Regions from separate parts of the Mus musculus genome. Here regions 1 and 3 are each linked to region 2. The links are chromatin contacts, called in public promoter capture Hi-C maps. All regions are on one chromosome and are shown on one strand. The core of a region is the stretch at or near the end of the contact, and the rest is flanking DNA. Distances in the headings are between cores, read along the strand shown. Region 1 overlaps Nav1 (neuron navigator 1). Region 2 has its middle 22 kb from the start of Gm4793. Region 3 overlaps Ipo9 (importin 9).

What was found. Capture Hi-C pulls out chosen DNA fragments and counts their contacts.
Region 1: a promoter capture Hi-C map of adipose tissue shows a contact between it and region 2. The contact joins two enhancer-like sites. A contact is called at or near these places in 2 of 115 datasets of contacts at active chromatin or transcription factors (embryonic stem cells and pancreatic cancer cells) and 3 of 9 other capture datasets (adipose tissue, liver and pancreatic islet).
Region 3: a promoter capture Hi-C map of adipose tissue shows a contact between it and region 2. The contact joins two enhancer-like sites. A contact is called at or near these places in 1 of 484 Hi-C or Micro-C datasets (nephron progenitors), 1 of 115 datasets of contacts at active chromatin or transcription factors (embryonic stem cells) and 2 of 9 other capture datasets (adipose tissue and embryonic stem cells).

What each region holds. Positions count from the first base shown.
Region 1 is chr1:135,465,667-135,468,366 of GRCm38.p6, reverse strand. It overlaps Nav1 (neuron navigator 1), which reads left to right. Exons shown (of 30, transcript NM_173437.2): 9 at 578-726; 10 at 2,358-2,528. Among named protein-coding and RNA genes, the nearest start is that of Mir1231, 12 kb to the right of the region's middle. Within about 2 kb of position 1,261, at least 94 of the 459 cell types and tissues checked have an H3K27ac peak or open chromatin away from gene starts, as enhancers often do. A contact at or near this core is called in adipose tissue, where this site is marked.
Region 2 is chr1:135,618,701-135,621,400 of GRCm38.p6, reverse strand. It overlaps a transcript of Nav1 not described here. Among named protein-coding and RNA genes, the nearest start is that of Gm4793, 22 kb to the right of the region's middle. Within about 2 kb of position 1,365, at least 72 of the 459 cell types and tissues checked have an H3K27ac peak or open chromatin away from gene starts, as enhancers often do. A contact at or near this core is called in adipose tissue, where this site is marked.
Region 3 is chr1:135,421,661-135,424,360 of GRCm38.p6, reverse strand. The region is part of intron 1 of Ipo9 (importin 9); the gene reads left to right. Among named protein-coding and RNA genes, the nearest start is that of Ipo9, 7.5 kb to the left of the region's middle. Within about 2 kb of position 1,415, at least 8 of the 459 cell types and tissues checked have an H3K27ac peak or open chromatin away from gene starts, as enhancers often do. A contact at or near this core is called in adipose tissue, where this site is marked.

The sequences.
Region 1 (2,700 bases), core at 12-2,511, 150 kb after region 2:
AGAGAGTTCAGCAGGCCTTAGAAACCAAGTGAGCCACAGTGGGCCTAGCTGGAGCATCTGGGACCTCAAAGACTACCCCTAGTGGCACACTTCCTCCAACTTCACACCCACTCCAATAAGGCCACTCCTAATAGTGCTACTCCCTGTGAGCCTCTGGGGGGCCATTTACATTCAAACCACCACAGTTGTCCAAAGTTACCACAGCCCTATGAACTGCCTCGATGCAGTTCATCCCCTCACAGGGGACTTCTGAGACCACGCACATAGGCAAGGGACAGGGGGTGTGGATCCTCCACTGTCAGATACCACTGACTTGGATACATGGGGACATGTGTCACCTGCCTCCATGTGGCACCATAGAGCCCTGCTCTGTGGAGGAATTTCTAAAACCTCCATCCACCCTGTCCCCTTCAGGAGCTTTCAGGGGACAATCCTGGGTTGCCTCCGACCGATCCTCCTTTTCCTTGTCCCTCTTCCAAAGTCCCCTCCTACCCCTAGCTTAGCCATCCCTCACACAGCCAAACCTCTGATGTCACTTTGTAGCAGCTCAGACTGTGTCTCTTTGCTACTTCTTCAGGTACCAGCTTCAGTCCCAGGAGGAGACCAAGGAGAGGCGGCACTCCCACACTGCCGGTGGGCTTCCAGAATCCGACGACCAGGCAGAGCTGCCATCCCCCCCTGCTCTCTCCATGTCCTTGAGTGCAAAGGGCCAGCTTACCAACATAGGTCAGTATCTGCAGTCATTCACTGTGGCAAGAGATGAGGCGGGGCTCACCCTGCAGAGTGAGTGAGGCAGCAAAACAACTAGGCATTTTGGCTCCTGTTGTAGTGGGGTTGCTTCATGGTGCCTCAGTTTACCAACCCAAACTAAAGATGAAGGCAAAGTGTTCCAAGGTCTTAGACTAAAAGGTTGTCCCTGGACACAGCTATAGGGTCCTGATGGCATCAGAGGGTCTGAATGACAAGCAGGGCAATCCATACACTAAGACCCTGAGCTTAAGAAAGTCCATGACAGTACTGTCCCGGGCAGCTGCTGGGAGGGCAATACCAACCTATGGGTTTGGTGAGCTGAAGACAGACAAGGGTTGATTGTAGAGTGAAGTCTGTCACCAGAAAAGTCCAGCTCTACCAACTGCTCGGGCTGAGCCCAGGCTATCTCAGCCCTAAAGGCAGGCTGACTAAGACACGCCCTAGACACACCACACCCTCTTTAAAGCCTTTGGAGAGAAGGAAGTGGCTCTGTGACTCAGACGGGATGGGAAAACAGGCTACAGGAGGAGGGGCTGGCTCCAGCTCAGGCCCACACCAGCCCTGGTTCTGGGAAGCACTGTGCCATGACTGGTTTAATAGGAATCTCTTTAGACTAGGTCTGGAGTAGACCTGCCATTTGCTTGCTGTATCTCTTAAGTCCATCTCTCCTCTCAACTAAGGGGGGTAGGGAGGGGGGAAGCAGGTTTTGGGTTGGTTTTTGTTTTGTTTTGTTTTTTCCCCAAAGAGGACTTGTAACATCTTTCGATGCAGGGACTGTGGGGAATTTGAAGAAAACTAGGAATGGGGGTCCTTTATGCCTAAGGAAGAGTCATTTGGCTTCTGTGGGCTTATCAGCCTGTTTTCTGTCTCCATTAAAGGCCAAACAAGAATAAAAGCCATTCATGCTGTCGAATGAGGGACTGGGCTAAACAGTAACGATCTTACTAGTTCCTGAGGGCCAAGACAGAGGGGTGACTTCTTCTCCCCAGGTCTTTGTAGGCAGGGAGGGTGAACACCCACATACCTGCATGGAGGCAAGAGGTCCGACAGGGGAACACCACAGGCTCTGACCCCTGAAAGGCATCCATCTAGCAAGGGAAAGTGGGGTTGGCCTCTGTGGTTGACCCATTTCACAGGTGTGGATTCCGTAGCCTCTCTGAAGCCTGGTTTGTTTCCTCACTTGGATCTGAGTCTTGGTCTGAGTTCTCAGTCCACCCCTAAGACAGCTTGTGTTTTTGAGAACCGCACATCCCATTTTCATCAGCACATCCTGGTGATGTGAAGGTTTCGGGAAAGTGGCCAGGCCCCCAGCCTAACCTTCAAAAGCAACCACTCCAAGGCAGTCAAGCATTCAAGGAAGATCCTTAGTACAGACCATGGAGTCCTTCTCCATCAGGGCCCAACCTTCCCAGGAGGGGCCACTCCTAACCTCCAGCTGCTTGCACACCCCCACGGCCCCACCTACTGCTCCTTCCTCTCCTCCCTTCTTCCCGTTTGCCTTTCAATGACTCCTGCTCCGTCCCCACAAGGGACCAGAGAGCTGATGACCCTGCCTCTTTTCCTGCCTCCCCCTCCCACGCCCCTCCCCCTCCCCTCTGTCCTTCCAGTGAGTCCCACTGCGGCCACCACGCCAAGAATCACCCGATCCAACAGCATCCCCACCCACGAGGCGGCCTTCGAGCTGTACAGCGGCTCCCAAATGGGGAGCACCCTGTCCCTGGCCGAGAGACCCAAGGGAATGATTCGGTCAGGATCCTTCCGAGACCCCACGGATGATGGTGAGACTTCGTGCTAGCGCGGTTCACGCTCATTCCAGCTCTGCTGGGTCCCCTCACCCACCGCCACCTCCACTGCCACCACTGCCACCACCACACACATACATAGATTTCACAGGACATCAACTTGGGCCATTTCAGTTCTGTCTTCCCATAACTTTGAAGGGTCTGGGGG
Region 2 (2,700 bases), core at 116-2,615:
CCCTGTACCTAAGCTGTCACTTAAGAAACAAAACCTCCTATAGGGTTGCAGACCCCTTCAGCTCCTTGGGTGCTTTCTTTAGCTCCTCCATTGAGGGCCCTGTGTTCCATCCAATAGATGCTGTGAGCATCCACTTCTGTATTTCCCAGGCACTGGCATAGCCTCACACGAGACAGCTATATCAGCTATATCAGGGTCCTTTCAGCAAAATCTTGCTGGCATGTGCAATAGTGTCTGCATTTGGTAACTGATTATGGGATGGGTCCCTGGGTGGGGTAGTCTCTAGATGGTCCATCCTTTCATCTTAGCTCCAAACTTTGTAACTCCTTCCCTGGGTATTTTGTTCCCTAGTCTAAGGAGGAATGAAGTATCCACACACTGGTCTTCCTTCTTCTTGATTTTCTTGTATTTTGCAAATTGTATCAGGTATTCTAAGTTTCTGGGCTAGGTGGAACAACAGTATGAACTAACCAGTACCCCTAGAGCTCGTGTCTCTAGCTGCATATGTAGCAGAAGATGGCCTAGTCGGCCATCATTGGGAAGAGAGGCCCCTTGGTCTTGCAAACTTTATATGCCCCAGTACAGGGGAATGCCAGGGCCAAGAAGTGGGAGTGGGTGGGTAAGGGAACAGGGCAGGGGGAGGGTATAGGGAACTTTCAGGATAGCATTTGAAATGTAAATGAAGAAAATATCTAATAAAAAATTGAAAAAAAAAGAAAGAAAGGAATGAAAGAAAGAAAGAAAGAAAGGAAGGAAGGAAGGAAGGAAGGAAGGAAGGAAGAAAGAAAGAAAGAAAGAAAGAAAGAAAGAAAGAAAGAAAGAAAGAAAGAAAGAAAGAAAGAAAGAAAGAAAGAAAACCTCCAGCAGGTTTCTTAAGTCCTGGTCCTTAGGACCCAGACATCTGTGTCCTGTAGCTTCAACCTCCAAAGCTTATGATCTTCATTACAGGAGATGAACACAGTGCTAGCATGTTTGGAGTCGAGGCTGTGAAGCAGGAACATTCTGGATTCCAGGAGAGTGCCTGGGAGGAGCAGGGAGGAGAGGGGGTGGGGAGGTCGGGGATCAGGGGAAGGAGAGTGGCTTTTCTGCCCCACTGTATAGTTAGCTGTAGGAAACTGTGGGCGGGCTTCATGCTTCCCAGGCCCAGCCCAGCCTCCCCAGGAGGCATTTACAGCAGGCCTCCAGCCCCCTGTGATTTGTGGGACAGTTTTAAACCACCGATTTTCATTAGCATTAAATCATTCCTCTTGGCTAATTGAAAAGGAACCAAGGATACTGCTTTGAGCGGAACCCATTGGATGGAGCAATTCAGCAAGACAGGCAGATATGCTGACTGCAGGAGTCTGTAGCCAGGAAGTTCCGAGGCCCCTCCCTCAAGTTTAGACTTCACTTCTGCTTCTGAGGCCAGGACTGAGATAAGCGAGCCCCAGAATGAAGAACTAGACAACGTATTTGATTTTTTTTCTTTTTTCTTTTTCTTTTTAGCTAGGGGGTAGAGGTTAGATACTTGGAAGAACTTCTAGCCCAGGGAAAAGAAATAACTGGTTCTGAGATCAAGGAGAGGAAGGCAGTAACCGTCCCTCTGTGTGGTGCCCTGTCTTTGGCAGCCTGGGTGTAGGTTCCTTCATGGTTAGGGAACAGCCAGGGAACACTGAGAAGTAGGTGGTGGGCAAGCCGAATCTGGGCTTTTCAGCTTTCAGAAGCCTCTGTTGGGAGCAGCAGGGCCTGGCTGGAGGCGATGCGGGGCTCTCGCCTGATGATTTACACAGAGTCACTTTGAGCGCCTGAGATTATCTCAGGAGCTGGGTCTTCCTCTGTAAGCACATGCCACTCTTAGGTCAGAAAAGAAGCCATGCCAGTCTGAAGGATCAGGGACTTTTTAAGAACTGCCAGAGGCCTGGGGCTCAGAGGGGATACGGGAGGGAAATAGTGGATTCCGTTGCCTCTGAACAACCTTAATCCCTGTTGTGAGCCAGGAGCCAGCCAGGCGGGCTCAGGGTACTGAGCCCACGCTGCTCCTTTGCCAAGTCGTAGCCATTTCCTCTGCCTTCTGCCAATCCTCTACCCACTCAATGGGTACACTAGCCGCCTGCCCTGTCTCCTCTCTATGCTGCCTAGGGTGATTCCCCTCTCTGCCAAGGACTTGGCAGCCAGATTGGTGGCGGATGTCACAGACACCTCTTAGATTGTCCTTTGTCTGTTCTCAGAGGCTGTCAGAGGTTGGAGGCTAGACCAGATTAACACTAGTAAATAAATGTCTCTGGTGGCTTCATCCTCAACCCTGAGAGTCTCTTTACAATTTCAGATCTGAGAAAGATTGAGGTTTAACATTGATGGGAGGCTGAGTGATCGCCTCAGGTTCTGCTGCCACTTCACACAGTGACTCAGGACAAGCTCCTTCCTTGCAGGCAGAGCATGCCTGTCTTTGCCTGTACATCCTGCCCCAGGTATCACACATGAATTGTATCAGGTCCATAACTCCGTTCTCCAAGGAAAGCCGGATGCTACTACAGGCCACCGGACTGAATTGGAAACAGACCAAAGGGAAGGACAGCAAGGGGCAGTGTAGTTGGTAAAGTGCTTGTCATGCACACATAATGGCCCAAGTTAGTTCCCAGTGTATTTATTTACTTAAAAGCTGGGGACAATGGTGGCATGTGCTTATAGGTCCATTGCTGGAGAGGTAGGGACAGGAGGATC
Region 3 (2,700 bases), core at 166-2,665, 200 kb after region 2:
GTGAGATCCCCATCTCAAAAACAAACTAAAACAAGGGTCTTCTTGATGGTAAATAGACCTATGTGTGTTTGTGTGTTTGATAGAGCCCATGCTAAAAGCTGACTCATACATGGCTGGGTTTGCACACCTGTTTCTTCTATTGCAAGAAGAGGGCTTTTTATATTTACCTAGAATCTGAACTAACCAAAATAATCATATGAATCAGATTGAATTTCAGTATCCATAGAGATGACTCTGAAGGTTTTAAGTGTTTGTGATTTAAGCATTTAATTCATGTATTAAAAGGAAAGCCCATTTTATCATGGTTTTATAGACAGCCTCATTCTTCATGAGTGACAGAATAGGAGCGATAGAAAAGGACCAAGAACTTCAGCTTAGAGAGGCTGGAGGCTAACTCAGCAGCAGAATGCTTGCCGAGCACGAAGCCCCAGCTTCCATCCCTCCTGTTGCAAGAAATAAATTAATTTTAAAGTGCCATTTAAAATAAAGGCATTGAGCCAGGTGGTGGTGGAGCACACCTTTAATCTCAGCACATAGGAGTCAGAGGCAGGTGGATCTCTAGAGTTTGAGGCCAGCCTGGTCTATATAAAGTGAGTTCAGGACAGCCAGGGTTTGTTACACAGAGAAAAAAGATGTTGTAATTTGGAGTAAAACAAACACAAACCGAAGAATCTGTTACAGGATAATGTGAGAGAGTCACTGCTTTAGATGATACTGTGGGTTTTCTCTGTGTGTCTTGGGTGTTTTGCCTGCGTGTATGGCTGTACACTGTGTGCATACAGTGCCCTCAGAAGCCAGAAAAGGGCACTGGATCCCTAAGACTAGAGTTAAAGCAGGTTGTGAGCTGCCATGTGGGTGCTGGGAACCAAAGCTGGGTCCTCTGGAAGAGCAAGCAGTAAGTGCTCTTAATGGCTGAGCCATCTCTCCAGTCTGCATTACATGTGAACAAACTGGAAAGACACCGTAATTAGCTCAAATAGGACATCACAGATAAACTTAGACAGGTTGATTCTAAGGGTTGTATGGAAAAGCAGGGAGTGAAGAGTAACTAATAACATTGAAAAGAAAGCCTCCCAGGAGGGACAAGCTCTACAGACATGTAAACATTGCATAAAGTTTCTATAATTACACTGTAGTACAGACACACAACTAGAAAGGCAGTTTAGTTATAGGACAAAAAGTCTAAAAATCCTATACAAGGACCTATGGAAACCGGGTAAAACAAGAGCGTCTGTCCCTGCTCTGCAAGTCTGATATATTTCAAAATCTGGTGCAGTTTGTGTATACCGGCATGAGTTTGCAAGTGGAAGATTGCATCTGGCATTATGTGATAGGTCAGAGTCAAAATGTAAGAACACTGCTGGCTCGATGCTCCATGCTTGTAGTCTTAGCTGGTAAGAAGCTGGCAAGAGAATCTTGAGTTCAAGGCTACCGTGAACTACACAGTTAGATACTGTCCAAAAGAAAAAGAAACAAACGATCTGGGCTTGGTAGCTTGTGATCCCAGCTCTTAAGAGACCAAGGCAGGAGAATTGTTGCCAATTGGAGGCCAGCCTTGGCTACAGTAAGACCCTGTTTCACTAAAGACAGTATGTGAAAAGGAGAGGACATAAAGATAGTCTCTCTGTGTAGCCTGGCTATCCTGGAACTCCCTCTGTAGACCAGGTTTGCCTTGAACTCAGAGACCCACTTGCCTCTGCCTCCATGCTGGGGTTAAAGGTGTGAGCCACCACACACCTGGCTAGATGGGACTTTTTTAGTGGAGCTGGGACAGCTGCATAACCATTTGTACCATACAGAAAAACAATCCTCAGTGACTAAAAGCCTAAATGTAAGAAAGCAAAGCCCTAGAACTACTAGAAGAAACACGATGAGTTCCCTTTAGCCCTACACAATGGTGGGCAATAAAAATAAGTAACAAAATTGTGCCGTCTTTACAGTGTGAGAGACTTGGGCTAACCACATGTGTGTGTTAAATCAATTCCCATAGGATCGTTTGTTATATTGACACCACCATTCTTTCTTTGGATTTAAAGGATAAATAGCTTACCTAAGGACAGGTGTGGTGGCTTCAAGATTTGAACTGAAACGTGCCTAAGTCTAGAGACCCAACTGGGTTGTTTGCTTTGTTTAGAGGGGCAGAGGCATTAGTGTGTGTAGAGGCATTAGTGTGTGTAGAGGCATTAGTGTGTGTAGAGAGGTGGTTTGGGTGACATAGAATTTTAAATTTCCTGCCAGCCATAGGTTTTTAAAAAAGAAATAGGTAGAGATAATTTTAATGCTAAAAGGCTAGAGATAGCACAGTGGTTAAGAGCACCTGCTGCCCTTCCAGAACCCCATCTAAGTTTGTTTCCAGCACTCATGTTGGGAGACACAATTGCCTGTAACTCTAGCTTCAGGAATCTTACGGTCTGATGCCTTCTTCCTTCTCCTACTGGTACTTGTATACATGTGGTGGCATACATTCATTCAGATGAATACACCTAGAGATAAATCTAAGTAGTAGCTTTAATACTGACTGGTCATGGTGGTACACATCTTTAGTCCCAGCACTAAACACTGGAGGCAGAGGTTAGCCTGATTTACTTCATGAGTTCCAGGCCAGCCAGAGCTACATGCTGAGACCTAGTCTAGAAAATTAATTAATAAAAAATGATTTAATTAATTAAAAATTAGCTAATGAGTTAAATACTATACTTA